Regions from separate parts of the Mus musculus genome. Here all the other regions are linked to region 1. The links are chromatin contacts, called in public ChIA-PET, Micro-C and promoter capture Hi-C maps. All regions are on one chromosome and are shown on one strand. The core of a region is the stretch at or near the end of the contact, and the rest is flanking DNA. Distances in the headings are between cores, read along the strand shown. Region 1 holds the start of Trp53rka (transformation related protein 53 regulating kinase A). Region 2 has its middle 21 kb from the start of 1810021M19Rik. Region 3 holds the start of Zmynd8 (zinc finger, MYND-type containing 8). Region 4 overlaps Zmynd8 (zinc finger, MYND-type containing 8). Region 5 overlaps Eya2 (EYA transcriptional coactivator and phosphatase 2).

Evidence for each region. Promoter capture Hi-C pulls out the DNA fragments that hold promoters and counts their contacts. Hi-C and Micro-C count contacts between places; a contact is called where the count stands out from the background. ChIA-PET counts read pairs in DNA pulled down with a chosen protein or histone mark.
Region 2: a promoter capture Hi-C map of stem cell-derived epiblast-like cells shows a contact between it and region 1, with 6 times the contacts expected there. The contact joins the enhancer-like site here to the promoter of Trp53rka in region 1. A contact is called at or near these places in 10 of 39 promoter capture datasets (the 3T3-L1 cell line, the HPC-7 cell line, cranial neural crest and 6 more), 1 of 15 datasets of contacts at CTCF or cohesin (large pre-B cells), 4 of 484 Hi-C or Micro-C datasets (the G1E-ER4 cell line, the HPC-7 cell line and differentiating embryonic stem cells) and 1 of 9 other capture datasets (pancreatic islet).
Region 3: an RNA polymerase II ChIA-PET map of memory CD8 T cells shows a contact between it and region 1, with 8 read pairs. The contact joins the promoter of Zmynd8 here to the promoter of Trp53rka in region 1. A contact is called at or near these places in 4 of 39 promoter capture datasets (the 3T3-L1 cell line, 3T3-L1-derived adipocytes, hippocampal neurons and 1 more), 1 of 484 Hi-C or Micro-C datasets (the HPC-7 cell line) and 1 of 115 datasets of contacts at active chromatin or transcription factors (memory CD8 T cells).
Region 4: an RNA polymerase II ChIA-PET map of memory CD8 T cells shows a contact between it and region 1, with 9 read pairs. The contact joins the enhancer-like site here to the promoter of Trp53rka in region 1. A contact is called at or near these places in 3 of 39 promoter capture datasets (HPC-7-derived erythroid cells, cranial neural crest and embryonic stem cells), 1 of 484 Hi-C or Micro-C datasets (the G1E-ER4 cell line) and 2 of 115 datasets of contacts at active chromatin or transcription factors (embryonic stem cells and memory CD8 T cells).
Region 5: a contact with region 1 is called in a Micro-C map of the G1E-ER4 cell line, with 2.8 times the contacts expected there. The contact joins the enhancer-like site here to the promoter of Trp53rka in region 1. A contact is called at or near these places in 7 of 39 promoter capture datasets (the 3T3-L1 cell line, HPC-7-derived erythroid cells, cranial neural crest and 4 more), 1 of 15 datasets of contacts at CTCF or cohesin (pro-B cells), 1 of 484 Hi-C or Micro-C datasets (the G1E-ER4 cell line) and 6 of 115 datasets of contacts at active chromatin or transcription factors (craniofacial prominence, embryonic hindbrain, embryonic stem cells and 2 more).

Annotation. Positions count from the first base shown.
Region 1 is chr2:165,490,922-165,495,162 of GRCm38.p6, forward strand. It overlaps Trp53rka (transformation related protein 53 regulating kinase A), which reads right to left and starts at 2,393. Exons shown (of 2, transcript NM_001007581.1): 1 at 2,126-2,393; 2 at 1-790. The coding sequence starts at 2,381. The coding sequence ends at 312.
Region 2 is chr2:165,904,374-165,908,614 of GRCm38.p6, forward strand. No RefSeq gene overlaps it. Among named protein-coding and RNA genes, the nearest start is that of 1810021M19Rik, 21 kb to the left of the region's middle. Within about 2 kb of position 2,243, at least 68 of the 459 cell types and tissues checked have an H3K27ac peak or open chromatin away from gene starts, as enhancers often do. A contact at or near this core is called in differentiating embryonic stem cells and pancreatic islet, where this site is marked.
Region 3 is chr2:165,883,143-165,887,383 of GRCm38.p6, forward strand. It overlaps Zmynd8 (zinc finger, MYND-type containing 8), which reads right to left and starts at 1,696. Exons shown (of 23, transcript NM_001363020.1): 1 at 1,466-1,696. The coding sequence starts at 1,479. It overlaps 1810021M19Rik (a long non-coding RNA gene), which reads left to right and starts at 2,587. Exons shown (of 3, transcript XR_866948.2): 1 at 2,587-4,215.
Region 4 is chr2:165,791,533-165,795,773 of GRCm38.p6, forward strand. Zmynd8 (zinc finger, MYND-type containing 8) reads right to left here. Exons shown (of 23, transcript NM_001363020.1): 19 at 2,863-3,102; 20 at 1,272-1,435; 21 at 373-439. Among named protein-coding and RNA genes, the nearest start is that of Gm29993, 62 kb to the left of the region's middle. Within about 2 kb of position 1,854, at least 95 of the 459 cell types and tissues checked have an H3K27ac peak or open chromatin away from gene starts, as enhancers often do. A contact at or near this core is called in the G1E-ER4 cell line and memory CD8 T cells, where this site is marked.
Region 5 is chr2:165,766,751-165,770,991 of GRCm38.p6, forward strand. It overlaps Eya2 (EYA transcriptional coactivator and phosphatase 2), which reads left to right. Exons shown (of 16, transcript NM_001271963.1): 14 at 287-408; 15 at 2,475-2,575. Among named protein-coding and RNA genes, the nearest start is that of Gm29993, 37 kb to the left of the region's middle. Within about 2 kb of position 2,226, at least 25 of the 459 cell types and tissues checked have an H3K27ac peak or open chromatin away from gene starts, as enhancers often do. A contact at or near this core is called in the G1E-ER4 cell line, where this site is marked.

The DNA.
Region 1 (4,241 bases), core at 1,143-3,642:
TGGTAGAGTGCTTGACTAGCAAGCCCAAGGCACCAAAGAAACCAGATGTGACAGCACACATCGATACTCCAACGGATACAGGAACACCAGAAGTTCAATGTTATCCTCAACTACATAGTTTGAAGCCAGCCCAGGCTACCCACCCAGCTCTGCCTAGAATAAACCTCATGTACATGAAGCCCCTGAGAACAGTGAGCCATGGATGGTGGTGGCCCAGCACGATCACAGACCACTTAACAACCCATGCTTTGCTGAGGGGTCCAGCCTCGTCTACATCATCCTTCACCGTGAGCCAGTTCACCACAGCTCCACTACCCGACCATGGACCGCTTTCGCCCTCTCAGGCGCACCTCATCTAACTTCTTCAGCACTGGACTGGACTTCTGGGTCGAGGCCCCGTAACTCTTCAGAAAGGCTTCAAACACGGTCTCGGTGTGGGGGTGCGTGCTGAGGAAGGCCTTCTCCAGGACATAGAGGTCGACGCCTTTATCTTCCGGCAGTCCTGAGACAAAGCTCAGCCCAAAGTCGATGAGCACGATGTGCAGCTGCGCCAGGGGCCGCCTCAGGAGCATGTTGGAGGTGGTGAGGTCCCCGTGAATGAGGTCTTGGTCGTGCATTCCGGCCAGAACCTGCCCCATCCTCCTGGCCAGGTCCAAGAGGCACTGGGGGTCCTTTTCAGTCTCCATAGTGGATTGGATATAATCCCGAACAGTCACCGAGTCTTCGATTTCTTCCATATATAAGCAGTTAGACGCATAGTCCACAAAGAAGACGACTGGGGCAGCTATCCCTGCAATGGACACACGTGGTTAGGGAACGCATCTTCATGAAGGCCAGCTTCATGCACAGGCAGACAGCTTTGGAACAGGGTTTAGACTACTGTGGAAAATGATACAATTTATCCAGAGCTTGCCCTGTTAAAGCCCTGCAGGACTACGGCCTGAGACCAGGCCAGGGTAAGTCTGGAAGTATCAAGGCTTGCTCCTCCTTTCTCAAGCCACCTGAGGACTGGAATTCATTGCTGCTCCCTAAAAACAAACAAAACAAGAAGCCAGAAGGAAAGCATCCTGCAGTCTGGGCAGTTTCTACCTGACAGTCACCAGGCAAGTGGCTAAGCAGGGTGTCACCTTACAGGCTCATCTGTGCTCTGGAACAGGCAGGTTCAGATCCCTTATTAGGCGTGAAACCTCAAGGTTCCCTTAGCTACTCTATGCCTCAGTCTCCACAACTGTAAAGTGGTAACAAAACCTCCAGTTAACACCAGGAGTCTCTCCTGAATGTCAACCAAGTTCAGAACAGTTTCCTAGAAACTGGGGTACCAAGGTAGCCCCCACCCATGTCTGATAAAACTTACAAAAGGTAAAGGAGAATATATGAACACTTCTTTATAACTCCATTGCCCCTCTAGGGCAGAAAAGCACAGGCCTGTTCACTTCTGCATTTCCCCTGGCTCCTGGCACCTATCAATGTCCTGGCAGTGGGCACCTAAAAACCATTAAAGAGAAAAATAGCAAAGGCTCGGTGGTTCTGGGCCACAGACAGGCTGCCTGGTAGCTGTGGAACCTCAGGCACTTCCCCTCTTTGAGTCTCATTTTCTCTGGAGTAATGTTGTTGTTGTTGTTGTTGTTTTGTGGGGGTGTGGATGTTTTTTAAAGAAAAGAATAACAATTTAATGAAATCAAACATTTACTGAACTATGTCAGCATAAGAACATGTGATGCATATGCCTTCTTTAATGACCACAATATCCCTGAGATTCCGGTGACATACAAGGTAACTGGGCTAGACGACTCGCTGAATGGCTACGAGGGAGACAATGCAGGGAGAATGTGAATCCACAGAGCCCGGCTCCTGCCACCCGCCTGTCAGGACACCTACTGCTTAAGACCACCAAATGGAGAGGGAAGGACGGTAAGCAGAAACAGAGAAATGAGAAACGGAGGGACCCGAGCGCTAAACAAGCCCCGCGAACCAAACAGAATGGCGTCCTGACTGTCGCCTTGAGTCCTTAAGCATTGCCATCTGATCCTGTCCCCTAGAAATCGGAGCCCCGTCTCTCACGTCCCACTGGTCTCCCGCAGCCCTGTCTGTCCCGTCTCCCGGAGCCCCGTCCGGCCCCCCTCACCCGCACGGCGGCAGCGGAGCAGCGCGCGCGCCTCCTGCACTGTCCGCCGCCGGCCGAGCCGCGCCTCCAGCTCCGGGTGCCGGTAGCTCTTCGGGAAGCGGTGCTTCACCACGGCCGCGCGGCCCTGGAAGCGGCCACGGAAGACGCGCGCCTCGGCGCCCTGCTGCACCAGCTCTAGGCCGCTCAGGAAGAGGCGGCTCCGCTCGCGCGCAGCGGCCAGCGCCTCGGCCTCCGCCTCCGAGGACGTGCCAGCCATGCCTCCGACTCCTTCCGACCCTGACCGCGCCGCTTCCGCTCGCTTCGGAAATCCTCCGGCCTCTTCCGCCATTAACACCGCCCCACACAACACACTTCACCCTGCTAGTTTGGTTCCGCCTCGCGACCTTTCCGCGCTCAGCGGAGCCTCTAGGACCTGTAGACTTGGCCCTTCCCTGTCTGTCTTCGTGAGCGCTCAGCAACTTTAGGCCAACAGCTTCTCACTCTTCATCACGGTGATGCTCCGGCTTTGGGACCTTTTTTTTTTTTTTTTTTTTTTTGAGACAGAGTCTCACGGTGTAGCTCAGATTAGCTTTGAACTCGTGTCCCACTTCAGTCTATGGAAACATGCTCTAAGCCGGGAAGGAGGCAGGGACTAGGCGAAGCTTTCTATCCGGAGACGCCACCTGATGCCTGGCACCAGCCTGTCAGCAGCCAGCACCATCCCTCTCAGATCCGGTATCTTCAACTACAGAATGAGGCTGCCTGGTTCTGCTAGGGTGAGGGCTTATCAGAATTAAGAGGCTGATTACGCGGTGCCGGTGGACAGGGCTCTCTTCACATGGCCTTTGACCCCCTTGTCCCTGCCCCACGCTCCTTGGGGCTCTGTTGAAAATACAGAAGAGAAGCCCTTGAGTCCCGGGTTGCTATGGCACCAGCATCTTGGCTCTGTGGTCCCTGGGTTTCGTTCATATTCATGGCAGGTCCCTTTTCATAATCAGACCCTTTGTGTGGGCAAAATGTGTTTTCCAGCAAAGCGCACCCAGAACCCGGTTCGTTTATATCCCCCAGTGCTCAAGTCTGTAGCTTCATTATCATAATTGTTTGTGTCCACCCAGCCGTCTCTATGGTAACCAAACCCATCTGAACCCTTGCCTTAGAAATCTAACTGTGCAAAGGTGCTGACCAAAGCCAGGCTTGCTAAGTCAGGCTGAGTTTAGCTCTTTAAAGCGGCTTCAAACCTTTCAGTGTCTCCCTACTGTGCTAAGAAGAAAGACCTAAACCTTAACTGGGCCCATGGACTCCTGCATCCCTTATAAACCCTCCCCTCTCCAGAATCCCCACCCATCCTCCATGATGCTCCCTCGGCACAGAGCCTTTGCACCTGCTATTTCCTCTGCAGGGAAATGTTTGTCCAGCTCCATATCACCTAGAGCTGCAGGTTATTCTCCACTGCAGGGTCACTTCCCCAGACAAGCCCTTCCTAGCCTCTATGAGGAGAGTGAGTTCAACTGTTATCAGCCCTGGTTTTCTACTTTCCAGACCTGTTTCAGATTCCCTTTGGTTTTGGCCGTTCAACTGCTTGATTGATGACCCACCCACCCCCCAACACACTTTACCCTGCTAGAGTGGTTCCCATCACACAGAGCCCCCCACCCTCCTGCTGTGTAGCTACTCACAAGGCAGGGATTGTATTGCTTCCATCTCTCCCTCAGCACCAAAGAGGTGGGTACTGGCCTAGAGTGTCTTAGGGATGGTGCATATGTGTGATCCCAACACTCAGAGGCTGTGCAGTGCTCAGATGCTCAGACAGGAGACTGCAAGCCTGATACTAAGTGAGACTGGGGGGTTGAGGGTAGGGACGTTTAGATTCAAATTTTGACCTTTTAAAAATATTTCATGAGTGTGTGTGTGTGTGAGACTTTTTTTAAACAACCAAATGGGGAAGTGGAATTGACAGTTTCTTGTCTACCTGAGTGCTGAAAAGGTCGTTAGAGATGTGGGTGGAAACCTTAAAGCACTGAATGAGTAAATGAGTTGACTGGAGAGATGAGAGACAGGCTGGTCCACAACTGGCCCCTGTAACTTGGCGGGAGAGCAGGAAGCTGGTGACTAAGGGTGGGTGGCAGGGACCCTCTTT
Region 2 (4,241 bases), core at 993-3,492, 410 kb after region 1:
TGAGTGCAGATGCCTGTGGAGGCCAGAAGAGGGCGTCAGATTCCCCAGAGCTGGCATCACGAGCAGTTGTGAGCTACCTGAGTGGATGGTGGGAGTCGAACTCAGGACCTCTGCGAGAACAGTAGGTCCTTTCCTGGAGGCATCTCTTCAGCTTCCAAAGGCTTAGTGGGTTTGTATATTTGTTTCCTTTTGTGGGACAAGAGCTCATGTAGCCCAGGCTGGCCTCTGACTTGCTGTGTAGCTGAGGATGAGCTTGACCTGACCCTCCCACCTGCCTTCATTTGCAGGGATTGCAGGCATGTGCCGCAGCACAGGGCTAGCATGGAGCTCTGGAAACTGGCCTGAGCTGGTCTCCTGTTTTCCTCTCTGTGACACTCTGTGGCCTTATTCCAGTTTCCTTTCAGGGCACAGTCCCAGTACTGGGCCCTCCCCATCCCCACAGTTCCAAGGAGAGTCATACAAAGGCTGGGGGGTAGGGGTGGAGTGGGGTGAGGTCTCCCCTTCTCTCTATAGCTGAGGGGTACATATCCCAAGGACCCTAAGTGTGGGGCTGCTCTATGGCTGAAGACACCCTAGACATGGTGTTGAGGGGCACTCTTTGCCACAGTTTGAGTTGAAAGCAAAGTCCACTCCCAGGCTCTCTAGACACTGCCACAGACCCCAGGAGGTACCCACCCAACCCCTGCCCAGGTTGAATGCAGTTCCCCAGGCACCTCCAAACCTCCCTGCGTGTCTCATCCCGGTCTGGGCTCAGCTGTCCCCTCTGAGAGGCCCCCACTCCCATCATTGTCACTGCCTCCTGCTCAGCAGCAGTTGACAGCTAGCAGGCCATTGCCACTCGCCAGAACGCAGGCTTCTGAAAGGCAACAGCTTGGTCCAGCTTCTATAGCTTTCATCTCATCTAGAGACACATGACCAACTAAGGAGCTTGCAGCTCTTCCTGTCTGCATTCAGTTCCCAGAACCCACAGCAGCTCCTGGGGATCCGATGCTAGGCACCTACAGGTAAACATTACCTAATGCCACACACACAACACAATGAATGTGTCTGATCTTGTCAGCTAAGTAGGGTCAGGCCTGGTTAGCACTCGGATGGGAGATGTGCCCATCCACACTCAATCCCACACGAGTAAAAGTAAATACTACAAATAAATATACAAAAGAGGTGTTTCCATCGGGTAGGACCCATCCAGTCCCATTTTAACTTAATTACTTCTATAAAGACTCTATTTCCACACAAGGCCATTCCTGTGCAGCAGAGGGTTAGGATGTTGGTGCTAGGAATCGAACCTATGTCCTCTGAGTGACCAGCGAATGCTTTAGCTGCTGAGCCCTCTCTACAGCCCTGTATCTGTTGCTCTTGCAGAAGATCCAGATTTGATTTTCAGCAGACAGGGAAGGCTTACAACTCTCTGTAACTCCAGTTCTGGGGGATCTGAGGTCTTCCTCTGATTTCCTTAGACACCAGGATTGTGTGTCATACACATCCATACATATATGCAGGCGAAACACTCACATACATTAAACCAACAAACACAAACAAACAAACAAACAAACAAAAAGGTAAGGTCTGGGGGCTGCCTGCTTGTTAAACCACACTTACAGCTTAGCATCTTTAACTCCAGCTCAGGAGGATCTGATGACCTCGGTTAGCCTCCAAGGGCGCATGCGCACACATACACATACCTGGCACACATGCACACACATAGTACACACTCACGCATGCACATAGATAAAAGTAAATCATAAATACGGGGAAAAAAAAAAGAGGGCTGGAGAGATAGCTTAGTGGGTCATGTGCGTACTGCACTAACAACACATTAACAACATGGACTTAAGTGCAGCCCTCAGAAATCCTGTTAAAATCTGCCCTGGGGAATTAAAGGCAAGAGGTTGTCTGGGAGTTCAAGGCCAGCTTGGTCTACACAGTGAGGTAGCCAGGGCTACACAATGAGCCTTACACACACACAAACACACACACACACACAAAGTGGGGCCGGGCGGGGCAGAGCAGGGCGTCCAGACGTTTGTGTGACTGACTTCCAGCTGGCCAGCCTCTATATGCAGATGCACAGACTGCACACATGCACTCAAGAATGTTTGTTTGTAATCTGGATGAGACCAGAAATCGCTGGAGGCTCTCCGCGGAGGAGACAGGGAGGAAACGCTTAGCTGTCTTAGAGGCTGAATCTGGACTAAAAGAAGCCAGAGCAGGTCGCAGGGAGCAGTGGGGGAGGGGCGCCCAGCTGGAACATTCCAGGCCCGAGATGGACATACCTCAGGCTAGGGTGGAAAATACGAAGATGGCCAGAACTGACAAGCTCTGGATCATTTAGAAATCAGACTGACAGGGCTGGGGGAGGGAGAGAGGCAGAGGAGACAAGATGCCTTCTGAGATCCTCTGCTCTCTGGGAGTCAGCTGATGGGAACTTGCGTTGGTGCCAGCTGACACAGGAACGGTGGTGGGGTCGGGTGGCACTAGCATCTAGTGGATATAGGAGCTGTGGTTGGAGGTGACATCACCCCCAACTGGCATCATGGAGAGACTCAGTTCAGATGTCAGACCATGAAGCTCTCTGGGGCTGTGATGAAATACACAGTTAGAACCCGGCATGGTGGCACATGCCTTTAATCCCACCAGAGGCAGGCAGATCTGTGAGTTTGGGGCCAGCCTAGTCTACAAGCAAGTTCCAGGACAGCCAGGGCTACACAGAGAAACCCCGTTTAGGAGTGTGGGGAGAGATGAGACAGAGGCGGGAAAGGGATGGCTGGGAATTTCCAGAGAAGAAAAGTAAGCAGAGGACTAGCCAGATGGACACCTCAATACTCTGTGGGGGGGCGGGGGGGGGGGGAGAAAGGGTTTGGAGGAAGGAGTTATTAGCCAAATCAAGGCTCCAGAAAGATCACATGGGCTAAAGCCTGAGAACTGACCAGTTTGCCATGATGGTCACAGGCGAGTGCCCAGCTGTAACCTCAGAAGATGGCCACTTCGGGTCACCGCAGGAAGGTCCTAGGGGAAGAGTCTGTGCCTAGCTGGGGCATCTTCTGATGGGACTTTGAGCAGGTTCCTGTCCGCCCGCCCTCCCACACTATTCAGAGCGGATGAGCTCAGGGGAGATGAACTGTGAAGTGCTTTTTAAGGACCCTGGTGACAGTTGTTCCCTGAGCATTTATGTAAAAACCGCCTCCAGTGACATATGGGTCTCAAGGCCTTGAAGCTTCTGCTAGAACTTGCCTCTGAACAGAGGGAGGGCTTCTAATTTCTGGAGCCCTGCTGGGGGGGGGGGGGGGGCGGGGAGGAGGGCTGAGGGTGGGAGGGAGAGGGAGTGCTCTAGGAATTGACCACTTCCCGACAAAGACAGGCAGATGTCCTAATAGCCAGAAACCATCTAGGCAAATACTGGAGTCAAAGAGAGGGAGACTGGGAGAGATGGTTCAGCCCCAGCGGAGGGGCTGATGTTGGCACAAGCCTCGAACCCCAGCCTTTGGGTAACTGAGATGTGAGAAGCAAAATCGGCTCCATGGAGAGTCAGAGTGTAGCCTGGGCTACAGGAGACAAATGAGTCAATGTGTCTTTCCTCCCTTCCTTCCTTCCTTCCTTTTCTTTTTTCTTTTCTTTTCTTTCCTTTTCTTTTCCTTTCTTTTCTTTTTTTTTTTTCCTTCTTAAGAAAGTGCTGCCGGGCATGGTGGCGCATGCCTTTAATCCCAGCACTTGGGAGGCAGAGGCAGGTGAATTTCTGAGTTCGAGGCCAGCCTGGTCTACAGAGTGAGTTCCAGGACAGCCAGGGCTACACAGAGAAACCCTGTCTCGAAAAAAAAAAAAAAAAAAAAAAAAAAAAGAAAGTGCTGCTGCCAGGCAATGTTGGCGAACGCCTTTAATCCCAGGATTTGGGAAACAGGGGCAGGCAGATTTCTGAGTTCGAGGCCAGCCTGGTCTACAGAGTGAGTTCCAGGACAGCCAGGGCTACACAGAGAAACCCTGTCTCAAACAAAACAAAACAAAACAAATGAATAAATAATTTAAATAAATAAAGGAAGAACAAAGTGCTGAGCCGAGTGGTGTTGGGCCCGAGGGAGTGACAGAGTGATACAGAGGAATTTTGTTTAAGGTGATGTACACCCTTGTGCTCCCCGGCAACCTTTCCAACACAAAGCTAGACAGAGTCCCTGCGTGGCAGCTAAACCAGACAGGCTGACACAGGGGAGCAGCCGGGCCCAACCCAACGCCTAATGGTTCTGCCT
Region 3 (4,241 bases), core at 446-2,945, 390 kb after region 1:
GAGTAAGCAGGAAGTGAGAGCTGCAGCCCTAACTGCAGATTAGCAGGAACAACAGTGGATTCCAGCCATCACCTAAACTCAAAGACACTCTCTGGAAGCCACCCTCTCCCCACCCCCATTACCACAGACCCCAGAGGTTCACCAAACTCTTGATCCACGTTCGCAGAGGAGGCAGGTTTACTTACCCAACACACGTTCAAGCAACCGTCTCACTTTTCCCCAGTTAGGAGGAGAGGACAGGCTGGCAGATTTGGGACTTGATCAAAAAGGAAATTTTTTTTTTTTTTTGGTAAACAGTTACATGGTATTATTAAAAACACACACCACCACCACCACCACCACCACTACAACAACCACAACAACACAACCCAGCAACTGGATATGGGATGCTGTCATGAGCCTCAGGTATGTATGAGCCATGTCCCCTGCACTGTATCACAGAAGACAGAAGATGATAGAATGTTTGAAAAGGGGGGAGGGAGACAAGGATAAAAGAGACATTAGCCCATGGAAAAATCATGCAAGAAGTATAAAACTAAAGGAGTCAGAGTCTTCACAGATCTCTTTTTTTCCCCCCTTCAGGATGTTATTCAAAATCTCTCCCCATCCCCACTCCCACCCCACCCACCCCCAACCCCCCAGGCACCAAGCCTACTCCAAAAACTCCCTCAGAGGCTAGGAAACACTTTCAGAACCATTTGCTGGCTGTAGGCTGACTTGAAGAACATTCTGTACCAAGCTAAGTCGGGGGGAGGAAAAAAAAACCCTGAACAATGTTGCTGCGAGTGCGAAGCTCTGGAGAGGAAGAGATGACAGTCCACACGCCACCACCCACCTAGGCCCAGGAACCAGCCTGGGTCCCTGAGTACTGTTCTTGTTCAGGCCTGACTTCTGGTGCAAACACGCATCCTCTCTTGTCAGAACTTAGCCCAGCCTTTCCCAGAACCGCTCTGGAGAAGCAAGCTGGCTTGCTCTGCTCTCTGCCACAGGCAGTCCTGAACTGTGCTGGGAGAAGACCTTCTGGCTTCTGGCTTACCTTCCATTTTCTTCCCCCAGCAGGCATGTGACACACAGCGGCCGACAGTGCAGGGGGAGGACTGTTCAGAGAGAGAGGGAGAGGGGGGAGAGGAAGGGAGGGAAAAATAAAATAAAAGAAGGGGGGATAATAGCTTCTCTTTTGGCATACCAGGATCTAGCTTCAAACTAGTCCAGAAATTCTTTGTCCTGGTCAAAATAAAGGTATTCCAAGCCCTCACCAGTCTGTAAAATCAAGCTATGGCTAATGGCTACTTAGCCATGTGACCCAAAAAGGAAAAAAAAAATCTCTCTAAACAGTCCCAAGTTACCCTAAGTGCTCTGGGGGGGGAAGTGTGGCAGAGCCAGGCTACAGAGAAATCACACTGCTAGTCCACGACTCGATGACTCGGAGGGAGGGGGGAAAAGATGGTTAAAAAGCCGAGCTTACCTCTGTGGATGCATTGTTAACTGTGTAATGTCAATACTTATAAAACATGGAGGACAGGCTCCTAGTTCTCACAGAAAAAGGGTTTGGCACTTCGGCTGATGATCTGGCCGCCTAATAAAAGCTCATCCCCGATTGGCTGCCCCGGCCAATCGGAGTGTAAAGCCGCCGCCGATTGGCTGAAACACTTCCTGAGCGATTATCTTTGTGAGGCTCGGGTGAGCAAGAGCCATCCTGTGCATAGAAAAAGACAGGCTAAGCTAGGCCTTCTGCAGGAGGGAAAACTTGGGACAGGGGCCTCCACAAGCACTTCTCCCACCCCCTGGCTCGATCCCCCAGGCCAGGCAAACCCGTGCAGCCAGCCTGACCTGCTCCAGCAAAGCCTGAAGCCAGCGCGCCACTGGGAAGGGCCCTTTTGGGGTGGGCTGGCTGACCCATCCACGCCTGCCCCCACACACAAGTCCTTCTCTAAGAAGGCGAGCAGGCCGTTTTATAGAACAAGCCAGCTTGAGTGGGTCTCAAAGGACAAAGTCGAGCTTAGGGGTGGAGAGAGCCCCAGGGAGGCAGAAGCAATAGGGACAAGGCCAGACGCAGGCCTCTGAGGGGGGCGGGGGGGGGGGGCGCGCGCGGGGAGTGAGACAGGCAGCCCGAGGGAGCCCCAACAAATCAGCAAGGGGCACCCAGGTTCCAGGGAGCTGAGAGGTGCAGCTTGCTGTGAGGTGGAGCGATCAAGTTTGCCTAGTCATGGTCAAAGTGGCTCTTGGAAAAAAGGCAGGCCCACAGAGCCATTTGCAAAACTGGGAGACCTCTAACCTCTCACCGCCACCCCTCAGCCGATCCTCAAAGACAAACCAAAAAGGGCTCTGTCAGGATGGCAAGGGAGATACCCTCTCCAGGCTTACCCTAAGAAAAGCCAAATGCGTTGCTAGCAGGCCACATGCCTCCATTTAAGTCTTCCCTCCCTCTGCTCCCTCCCCCCACCGATGAGGCCTGCTAAACCTGTCAGTTAAACAAAAATCTGACTTCCGTCTTAGTCTGTGATGCCTTCAGCTTCCTGCCTGTTAACCCTCTCTGGGACTCTGGGCCTCGCTGGGAAAAACTAGGCCCTGAGATTGTAGAAAAGGGCCTGTGGAAAAATACCAGCTGCAGCTCTCCGGGCAGATGCAGAGAGAGAGAGAGAGGGAGCTAGCTAGCTGCTGTCTCGCTTCTGCTTCCCAAGGAGGCGTGGACCTTGTGAATCCAGGGCATACAGGCAGTGCCTCTCAGTCAGAGAAGCCATTTAAATCCAGAGGGACAGAGAAAGATGTCAAACCGGGCCAGGAAACAAGCCCGTCCATTATAGTCAGGCCTACACACCCACAGGTTGGCCCTTTCTGCCACAATCGCCCCTGTATGTGTGTTCTGGGGGGAAACTGGGCCCTGTTTGGTGGGCAGACAAATCCCCTGGGCTTCGTAAGGCTTCTTGCTTCAATTTATTTCCACAGAGAACTGCTTCTTTTCGTCCCCTAAGGCAGATGGAAGGGCAATTTCACACACACAGCCTCACATTGGCAGTCCCCCTACTCCCCCCATCTCTGGCTCTGCTCCCCAGTAAAATATTAACTAGTTCCTCAGACCTGCTTAGAATTCTCCCCGATGGTGCTGGGTGGGAGACCAGTGCCTGATTCTTTCCTAAAAACTGTCATTTGTAGAAAAGGCACAGAGGAGAATCAAAAACTGTCCAAGGCTCTCTCCTATTCTTAGCTATTTTTTTAAAAACAACAACATCCTTAATTAACAAGATTCTTAAAAAAAAAAAAAAGACGCTAAATAAACACCTTTCTTCAGGGGCCGGCAGTTGATGCAGCCAGACACCAGGAGGTGGACCCAGAAAGCAATAAAGTCCCCCTCAGCTACTGAAACTAGGACTCATTCCTGCCTCCCCAGGCGTTTCCTCAAAGGAATTGAAGGGCTGAGCTGATGGCTTGCTCTCCCTGCCCCCCAAGGACAACAGATGCCCAGCAGGCCAGTGTGCACTCTCCCTGGCTGGGGAATCTGCTCTCAGGCTCCAGACCCAGCCAGGAATCTAAACACACAGTACTGCAGGACAAAACCCTGGCTTTGGAAAGGAGACAGGATTTTGTTTGAACCAGCTGAGGTCGATAGCAGCAGGGGACAACTCCAGAGCCACTAGGCCTGACAAAGGCACTCAGGACAACAGGCCTGGCTTCACCCAAAGGGAAGGGTCGGCTCTTACTGGGGAGGGAAACCTTACTGGGACCAAACAGGGAACCTGAGGCCTGATCCGGGCACCCTCCCCTTCATGTGGCTTCGGACTCTACTATCAGCCATATGAAGTATGGCTTGGGGGGTGAGGGGAGGCGACAACACACGGAGTTGCTGATAGGTCTTGGGGACACCTAACTTCCCAATTGGAAAAGAGAATACATACACAGCAGGGGAGCGCATGGATTAAAGCTTGTTGTGTAAGCGGGAGCGCGCGCGCGCGCGCGCGCACACACACACACACACACACACACACACACACACACACACACACACGTACTCCCGTGCTCTCCCTCTCCCTTTTCCCTCCCTCCCTCCCTCTCTCCCAGGCTCTGATCACTTGAACTGTTTTCTAGGGCAAAGAGCAGGAAGCTGCCGGCATATGCTGGTGACCTATTGGGGCAGCTTTGTTTGAGGAATGCTGCTGCCATTCAGGCTTGTCTGAGGTTATCTGGGAAATGTAACTGGGCTGGAGACAAGAGACAAAGGTAAGGCTGCAGACGGGATTCTGGGA
Region 4 (4,241 bases), core at 604-3,103, 300 kb after region 1:
GAAAAGACACCCAAGGCTCCCAGGACGGGAGAGGGAGGCTCAAATTCCACAGCACCTAGTACTGGACCCCAGAGAAGGCTCAACATAGAAGTTCTATTCATCACTAAAGGCTTTGAGGGTCTTCATCAATCAAATATGCCCTGAGGACCTCGGAGACCTGAGCGGATCACCCTGTGTCCCCGTGAAGGGTGCACTCATTAAACATGACACACGTGGGTGACCAATACAAGGAGGCACCTGTGTAACACCTCGCCTAGCCACACCTCCACCCAAATCCATCCAAGGTACGCCAAAAAATCCCAAACCTTTGACTTCCCCCAACATGACCAAGTGAAATACAAAACCCCATGTGGCCACCAGGGGGCGACATACCAGAGCTTTGATTGGAGCCTAAGAGCATAGAGGAGGGCGTCTCTCTGGAGCCGGAAAGATCCAGGGTCTAGAAATATAAACAAAAAGATGAAACCATAGAACCCCAGGGAATCACAGGATGGCTCACCACTCCTCCCACCCTTAGAGGTCTCTACCTGGTGATCAGACCAGAGCCAGGGCAGGTGGACGGCCACACACTGTATACCAGATCCGAAAGGCCAGAACAAAGCATTGGAATGGTCCCCCACTCATCCCTGTCGCCTTGGCTTCCCCTACATCCACTACATCCCCAGACCTACCCAGTACCCTGCTTTGCAAAGAAGGTATATACTGCTCAAAAATCTCTTTTTACTTCATGTTAAGTCTCTTCCGAGGCAATAGTATTTTACCGACCATCTAATGATTTGGGCTCTTGAGATACACAGCTACAAGTGCAGGCAAAGAGCAGTAACCATGACCCTTAAAATGGCCCAGGCATTCAACTGTTATCACATACCCCACAGGAAGCAAGCAGCTGCTCGAGCCCTATGGTCCATCGAAACAGCACTGGCCACACGTGGCCACTTCAATCCCAAGTTACTTTAAAATAAGCAGGTCCTTGGTCACATCAGCCACACTTCTAGTCAGTGACGTGTGGCTGGTGGCTTCCAGGGCCCCAGAAGAGACATTGTTTTACCTCCGCAGGGGGGCGCCCTTCTGAACTTTGAGGAACCCCACAGAACAACTGAAGGTCCCACATACACACCAGCCCGGCTCTCCGTGTTCTCGCATGGGGGGCACACTGGCCATAAAGAACCATTCCCCACCCAGATAAACCGGAACAGTGAAGGGCATCCAGTGGTGGCAGATACAGGAAAGGGTCCTTGGTACAAGGCGACTGTCAGCTTGGGGATTCTCACCGAGTTACTACTGTCCTTGCTCTTCTCCGCTGGCGCCTCTTTCTCTTTGGGGGCGCTGGCCGGTTCTGAAGGTGCTGACTGTGTGTTGGAGGAGTTGCCCTGCGATGACTTATTTCCTGTTTCTGTGCTTGCCTCGGCATCTGCTTCCTGCTGAGGGGCAGTCGCTGGGGACCAAAGAGAACGAGAAAGTCATGAGATGCTTCAAGCCGTGTGTGAACATCCAGGAGCCCAGCTTTCAAATGGCTACCCCTCGAGGCCCCCACAGCTCAGTCCCAATTCAACCTCGCCAGGCTCCATCTCTCCCAAACCCACTTAGAGATCTCGCATGGGCCTTCGACTCTGAAACCCAGAGCTCCAAACTTTATTTGCAAATAGACCTTTTCATACTTAGCAATTCAATTTTTACATCATTTTGCTGAGAACATGTTCTCCAATCAAAGGAAACTTGTGGGGAGCCAGGATGTGACCACCGTTCAAGGAAGCCTGCAACCTCCTCCACTAGGCCTAGATCCACCTCAGCCCAGCTGAGGCAGAGTGAGAGACTAGCATCCTTTGAGAGGGGCACAGAGCTTCTGGGTGAAGAAGAGTTAGAGACAGAGACGTCACCATACCACAAAGAAAGTCCAGCTTGTAATGTCAGAGACTAACCACAGCAGGTGTTTCCTGCTAGCATCTAAAAGGAGACAACCCCTGGATGTTCCTTGCTGTCTGGGGTTATCTGGGTGGGGAGTGGTTCCTTATGGTCTTGATAACCAACCAGTTAGTCTCCGGCAAACACACACCACCTGGGTGGTGTGGGGAATGTCTTTATGGTCAGTGTGCCCCACATTCGAGAATGTGGAGAGCCCGGGTGGTGTGTGTTTGCCGGAGACTAACTGGTTGGTTATCAAGACTGACTGGACAATCGTTGTTTGGTGATGTTCATTTGGGAGAGGCCTCCGTGTAGGTACTTCTGCAATATGGTTAGTCTCTGACATTACACATTCTCGAATGTGGGGCACACTGACCATAAAGAACCACTCCCCACCCAGATAACCCCAGACAGCAAGGAACATCCAGGGGTGGTCTCTTCCTTAACCTAAGGACTGGGATAGCATCCTGTTTGAGGCAGTGGACCATTATCATCTCAAAGAGGTTCTAGGGGCTGAGAGATGGCTCAGAGGTTAAGAGCGCTACACTGGCTGCTCTTTCAGAGGTCCTGAGTTCAATTCCCAGCTCACAACCATCTGTAATGAGATCTGGTGGCCTCTTCTGGCCTCCATGCAGACAAAACAGTGTAGACATGAGAGAGAGAGAGAGAGAGAGAGAGAGAGAGAGAGAGAGAGAGAGAGAGAGAGAGAGAGAGAGAGAGAACACGAACCACAGAACCACTCTCAGCACTAGATCAACCACTCAAAAGCTCCACTAATCTGGCTGCTGAAGGCTGTAGACACTGCCAGGTTTTGAGATTTAACTTCACATCTGCGTCTCTTGTATATCAGAGCAACAGTTGTTTATGAACAGAAGTGGCAAGAGCCTGGGCAAGTGTTTTTTAGCACCCTGGCTGGGAAGCCCCACCACGCAGCCCCTGAGGTGTGCGACCAGACATTACCCGACTGGGTACAGGACTTCATGTGCTCGGGCCAGTGGGCCTGCTGACAGGGGTAGTCACAGTAGCTGGTGTTCCAGCAGCAGTAGAAAATGGCCTCCTTCTTGCAGTTGGCACACCACTGCTTCTTCTTGGTCTCGTCCACCGCCTGCTGCTTCTCCAGCTCCAGTTGCTTTTTCACCTCGGCAATGAGCCGATCCCGCTCCTGTTCCAGGCTCTGCCGCATCTCGGCCATGGTCAACTCTGGTGGAGAAGGAGGACACTAGCTGCATCACAGACCCAGCACAGGACGCCGGGCATCAGACCCCTAGCTTCACACAGACCCAACCTAAGTCTTGACTTGGAAATGGCTCCCCTAGCTCGGTGGCCCTGGGACAGTAAGTAACCCAGCTGGGACATTCATCACTCGAGTCCCATAGCCAGCTGTGGTGTCAGTGACATGTCTAGCATATAGGTGACAGGAGACCCCAGTGACGTCATCCTGAGTAATCCCAAGTTGTAGGAATCCCACAAACCCTCCAAACGATTCCAACCAATACTCAGTCACTTTTGACTTTTTTTTCTGTCAAATACATACACAGCACCTACCGGGTGCGAACTTGGTCCTAAGCACTTTGTACCGACCATAAGCCCTGTTGTACTCTCAAGGGTAAGAGCTACCATCCTGTTTCACAGATGAGGGAACTGAAGCACACAGATACTAAAGGCACTCAGACAATTTTCTCAGAATCCTGTCTGGAGGGATAGGATAGGGGGTTTTCGGAGGAGAAACCAGGAAAGGGGATAACATTTGAAATGTAAATAAAGAAAAATATCTAATGAAAAATATATTAGAAAGAAAGAAAGAAAGAAAGAAAGAAAGAAAGAAAGAAAGAGGAAGGAAAGGAAAGGAAAGGAAAGGAAAGGAAAGGAAAGGAAAGGAAAGGAAAGGAAAGGAAAGGAAAGGAAAGGAAAGGAAAGGAAAGGAAAGGGCAAAAAGCTGGGGGGAAAAAATCCTGTCTTTTTTTTTTTTTTTTTTTTTTTGGTTTTTTCGAGACAGGGTTTCCCTGTGTAGCCCTGACTGTCCTGGAACTCACTTTGTAGACCAGGCTGGCCATGAACTCAGAAATCTGCCTGCCTCTGCCTCCTGAGTACTGGGATTAAAGGCGTGTGCCACCACTGCCCGGCAAGAATCCTGTCTTGAGACACTGAATGAAACATGAGGGGATGCTGTGGCCGGTTGTTATGGTAACGAGGGAACAATCAAACCACTGATTCCTAAAAAAATTCCAGGCAGTTTACACATTTACAAGTGAGCCTTACATTGAAACTAAATGTTTCCTGCAATCCTCACAAGCTCTTCTTGAATTAAAAAGACCAGCAAAAAGTCGGGCAGTGGTGGT
Region 5 (4,241 bases), core at 976-3,475, 280 kb after region 1:
CTTGGCATAACAAGTTCTAGACCAGCCAAAGTATCACAAGAAGACCCTGTCTCAAAAACATATAAATATAAATGAACGGATAAGGAAGGAGCCACCCTACTTCACACCAAGGTGGGGCAGCCTTGGGCCAGAAGCAGCTACAGTGTCCCCGGACATCACTCCCCCGCCCCGAAGGTAGCCCAGCCATCCCACACACCACCCCCAGATCCTGCCCTAACCCACCCATGACACCAGGACTGTCCTAATAGTACCTTTGGGACTGACACAAAGTAACCTTTGCCCCCAGACCCAACTGTGTCAATGTGTTGGTCACCACCACGCAACTGATCCCTGCATTGGCCAAGGTCCTGCTGTACGGTCTGGGCTCCGTGTTCCCCATCGAGAACATCTACAGTGCGACCAAGACAGGTAGGCTGGGCAGGGGTTGGGCAGGTAAGGGACTCTCGCCCAGACCACAAACGACCCTCACAGCCCTCCAAAGAATGTGATTAGACTTGAAGTACAGGAAGCACCAGTCCTGACTACTCTCAGCGCCTTGCTGAGTTCCTTGAGAATACCAAGGAGTGATGGCTTTCTTTCTCTCATGGGAAGGCTCACTTTTTATTCTTGCAAGCCAAATGTGCCAGAATAAAAACAAACCTAGGTCTGGGGAGACGGCTTGGTGGGTAGAGCACTAAATGTACACCATGAGACCTGAGCTGAGGCCCAATACCCACCTCACAAAGCTGGGCATGGCTGGGTATGGTAGTGTGTGAATAATCCCAGCACTCAGGAGCAGAAGCAAGTGGACCTCTATGAGTTCAAGGCCAGCCTGGTCTACATAGCAAGTTCCAGGACAGCTATAGTGGTGTAGGGCAGTTATATAGTGAGAGCCTGTCTCAAAAAAGAAAGAAAAAAAAAAAAGCGAGGCATGACTGTACATGTTTGTAACCCCCACACTGAGCAGGCACACACAGCCAGCCTAGATGAACTGCAGAACTTGGGTTCAATGAGAGACCCTGTCTCAAACAACAGAGAGACATTTAGGAAGGCCTCTGACATTGACCTCTGACCTCTGCAGCACCTGCGTGGGTATGTGCACCTGTGCACACTCACACGAGCAGACATGTGTACACCCCACACACACTCACAAATTCTAGTTAGTTGAGATGGCTTTAGCCTTAGTTATTTTTAAATCTCATTCTTTTATTTTGTGCGTGTGAGTGTGATGTATGTGACATATGTTCACGTATGTGTGCATGGACATGCACATGCCTGCACAGGCAGAGGCCTGGGGATATAGAGGACCACCTTTTTCACTCTCCCTCTTCCTCCATTTTGAATCAGAATGTCTCCCCAAACTTGGGCCTTGAACTTATTTGTTTCTTGTTTATTTAGGCTGCGCTGGCAACCAGCAAGCCCTAGCTATCCTGCCTGCCTGCATTGGATTCCTGTGTGTATGCATGCATGTGTGTGTGTGTGTGTGTGTGTGTGCACACGTGTGTGTGCACATGTGTGTGTGTGCATGTGTGTGTCTGTGTGTGTCTGTGTGTGTGTGTGCGTGTATGTGTACAGGGACCCTTCCAGTTTGTTACATAGATACTGGGATCTGAACTCAGGTCCTCATACTTACCCAACAAGCATTTTTTTTTTTTTATTTCGAGACAGGGTTTTTCTGTGTAGCCCTGGCTGTCCTGGAACTCACTCTGTAGACCACGCTGGCCTCAAACTCAGAAATCTGCCTGCCTCTGCCTCCCGAGTGCTGGGATTAAAGGCGTACGCCACCACGTTCGGCCCAACAAGCATTCTTACCAGCTAAGTCATTTTTCCTTCCTAAATTTCTTACTGGGGCAAAATAAGAATATAATTATTTTCTGTGGTTCTGGGAATTGAACCTAGGGCTTCGATCACTCTAGACAAACGTTCTGTCCCTGGGCTACACCCCAGTCCTGTTTTTACTTCTTATTTTGAGATCAGGTCTCACTAAGTTGGCTCTGCTGGCCTTGAGCCCCCTTTTACCCCAGGCAGGCTTTAAACTTGGGTTTCAAATCCTGCCTCAGCCCCTCAGGTAGCTGGGATGGCAGGCCTGCACCACCACACTTGGCCATGGTTAAAAAAAAAAAATGTCTGCCATTGTGCATTTGGGGTCTGGGTTTGCAGTACTGTGGAGCAAATCTGTGGAGCAAGACCGAGTCCTCTGTTAGAGTGAGATACCAAGGCCCAAATAGCAGCACCGGAGATAGACAGGGGCCTGCTTTCTGCCCTGCTCAGCCTCTTTCTGGGGACAAGCTGCTCAAATTATCTGGGTGGTTGGAGTTGGCCACTTCCTGTAGAACTAATGACAGTGCTGAGCTCGCTGGGGGGGGGGGGGGGGAATGAAAGGGTGGCAGTGGTTGCCCTGGATCTCCTTCCCTGGACAGCTGCCACCCACACTGTCCCACCACTTGCGGGCTCTCCCAGCCATAGTCTCCTTCCTTCCTCCCATCTCCACGCAGGCAAGGAGAGCTGCTTCGAAAGAATCATGCAGAGGTTTGGCCGCAAAGCTGTCTACATTGTGATAGGCGACGGGGTAGAGGAAGAGCAAGGAGCCAAAAAGGTAACGGGACCTCTCTGTGCAGCGTGCCTACTGCTCTTCCCCTACCCGCGCCCCCCCACCCCCCAAACCCCCCCGTGCGTTCCCCCCCCCTGCCTCCCACCCCCCAGCCTTGTGCCTTGTCTCAGGCTCTGCTCTCCAAGGCTGCTCCCATTTGCAGATCCCTGAGCATCCTGAGTAATTTCCTCTCACAAATCCTCCTTGTGGCCCTGGCCACTGCCCCTGGCAGCCTGGCCGGGTTCCAGACCCCTGGGACACTGTGGACCAGCAGAACCAGTGCACATGCATGTGCAGGGCATTTTATGTCATGCTCGAAGGCGGAGGCGGCAGGTTCCAAGAACTCTTCCCTGCTAATAAAGGCAGCATTAGGCTAATGAAAAGACAATCCCACAGCTGAGGTCTCGGCCTCCAGCAGAGCTCAGGGACCTCTTGGAAAAGAACCAGCTGCCCGGACCCTGGATCTGGCCCTGTCAACAGCACCCCAGAGAGCGCCCACCCCCACCCCAAGGCCAGGCCAGCTCCTAGTTAATGTTATGAAGCTTAATTCAGGAATGTGCGTTTTTCCCTTTGCTGCCATTTAACAAGTCCCAAAAAGATGCAAATGTGTTTAGGGTCTCAGAGGGAAAGCTCAGAGAAGGCCAGGCACCCAGGAGGCTGCCCACAGTTAGTCCTCTCCCTAACAAAATGACTTCAGGCCTGGCCCACCCACCCACCTCACCTAGGTGCTCTGGTCTGTGGCTGGCAGCTGCCACAGTCTCCCTCCACTTCCCTCCTTTCATGGCATTAGGTGCTCCAGCCAGCATGAGGGTTATGCTAGCTGAGCATCTACTTTCTGCCATTCACCATTCTAGACAAAAGAGCCTGTCCTCACCACTCAGCCGGGCACAGCCAGGGGACCACAACATGCCTGACCTGACAGGGAGTGGCAAGAGCTCTCTCTCTCTCTCTGTGTAGCAGAGAGTGGAAAACAGGGGTTAGCGAGGCAAGCCAGGAGTGGGGCGAATGTGTTCTGACAGGAAATGAGCTGAGAGTATCTATAGAGGCGCTGCCACAGCAGGTCAGGACTGAGTGGCCACAGGGAAGACCAAAGAGCTGCCCAGATATCAGAAGGGCTGCAGGAGTTATTCTTTTCGAAGTGTATATTTCTAACTTTTAATGTGCCACACAGGGGGGCTGGAGAGATGGCTCAGTGGTGAAGAGCATTGACTGCTCTTCCAGAGGTCAAGAGTTCGATTCCCAGCTCACATGGTGGCTCACAACCATCTGTAATGAGATCTGATGGCCTCTTCTGGGGTGTCTGAAGACAGCTACAGTGTACTTATATGCTGTACATAAAATAAATAATTTTCTCCCTCCCCCCTTTAAAAAAAAAGGGGGGGGATATCAGGGGTAGAGAAAGATGGAGCCCAGTCTAGATGAGCTCTGGGTTCAATGAGAGACTCTGTCTCAGAGAGAGAGAGAGAGAGAGAGAGCCAGCACCCCTGACACCCACCTACTGCCACCCAAACAGAGGCTGCCTCGCTCTGCTTCCTGTGTGATGTTTTACTAACACCTGCCTGAGGATTTTGCCTTGCGTGCCCTGAGAGAGCAGAGAGTTCAGGCCTCCCTGGGGTTGCTGGGTGCACAGGGGCCTGCCGACGTGGTTGGGGACCCTCTAGTCTGGCTGGGC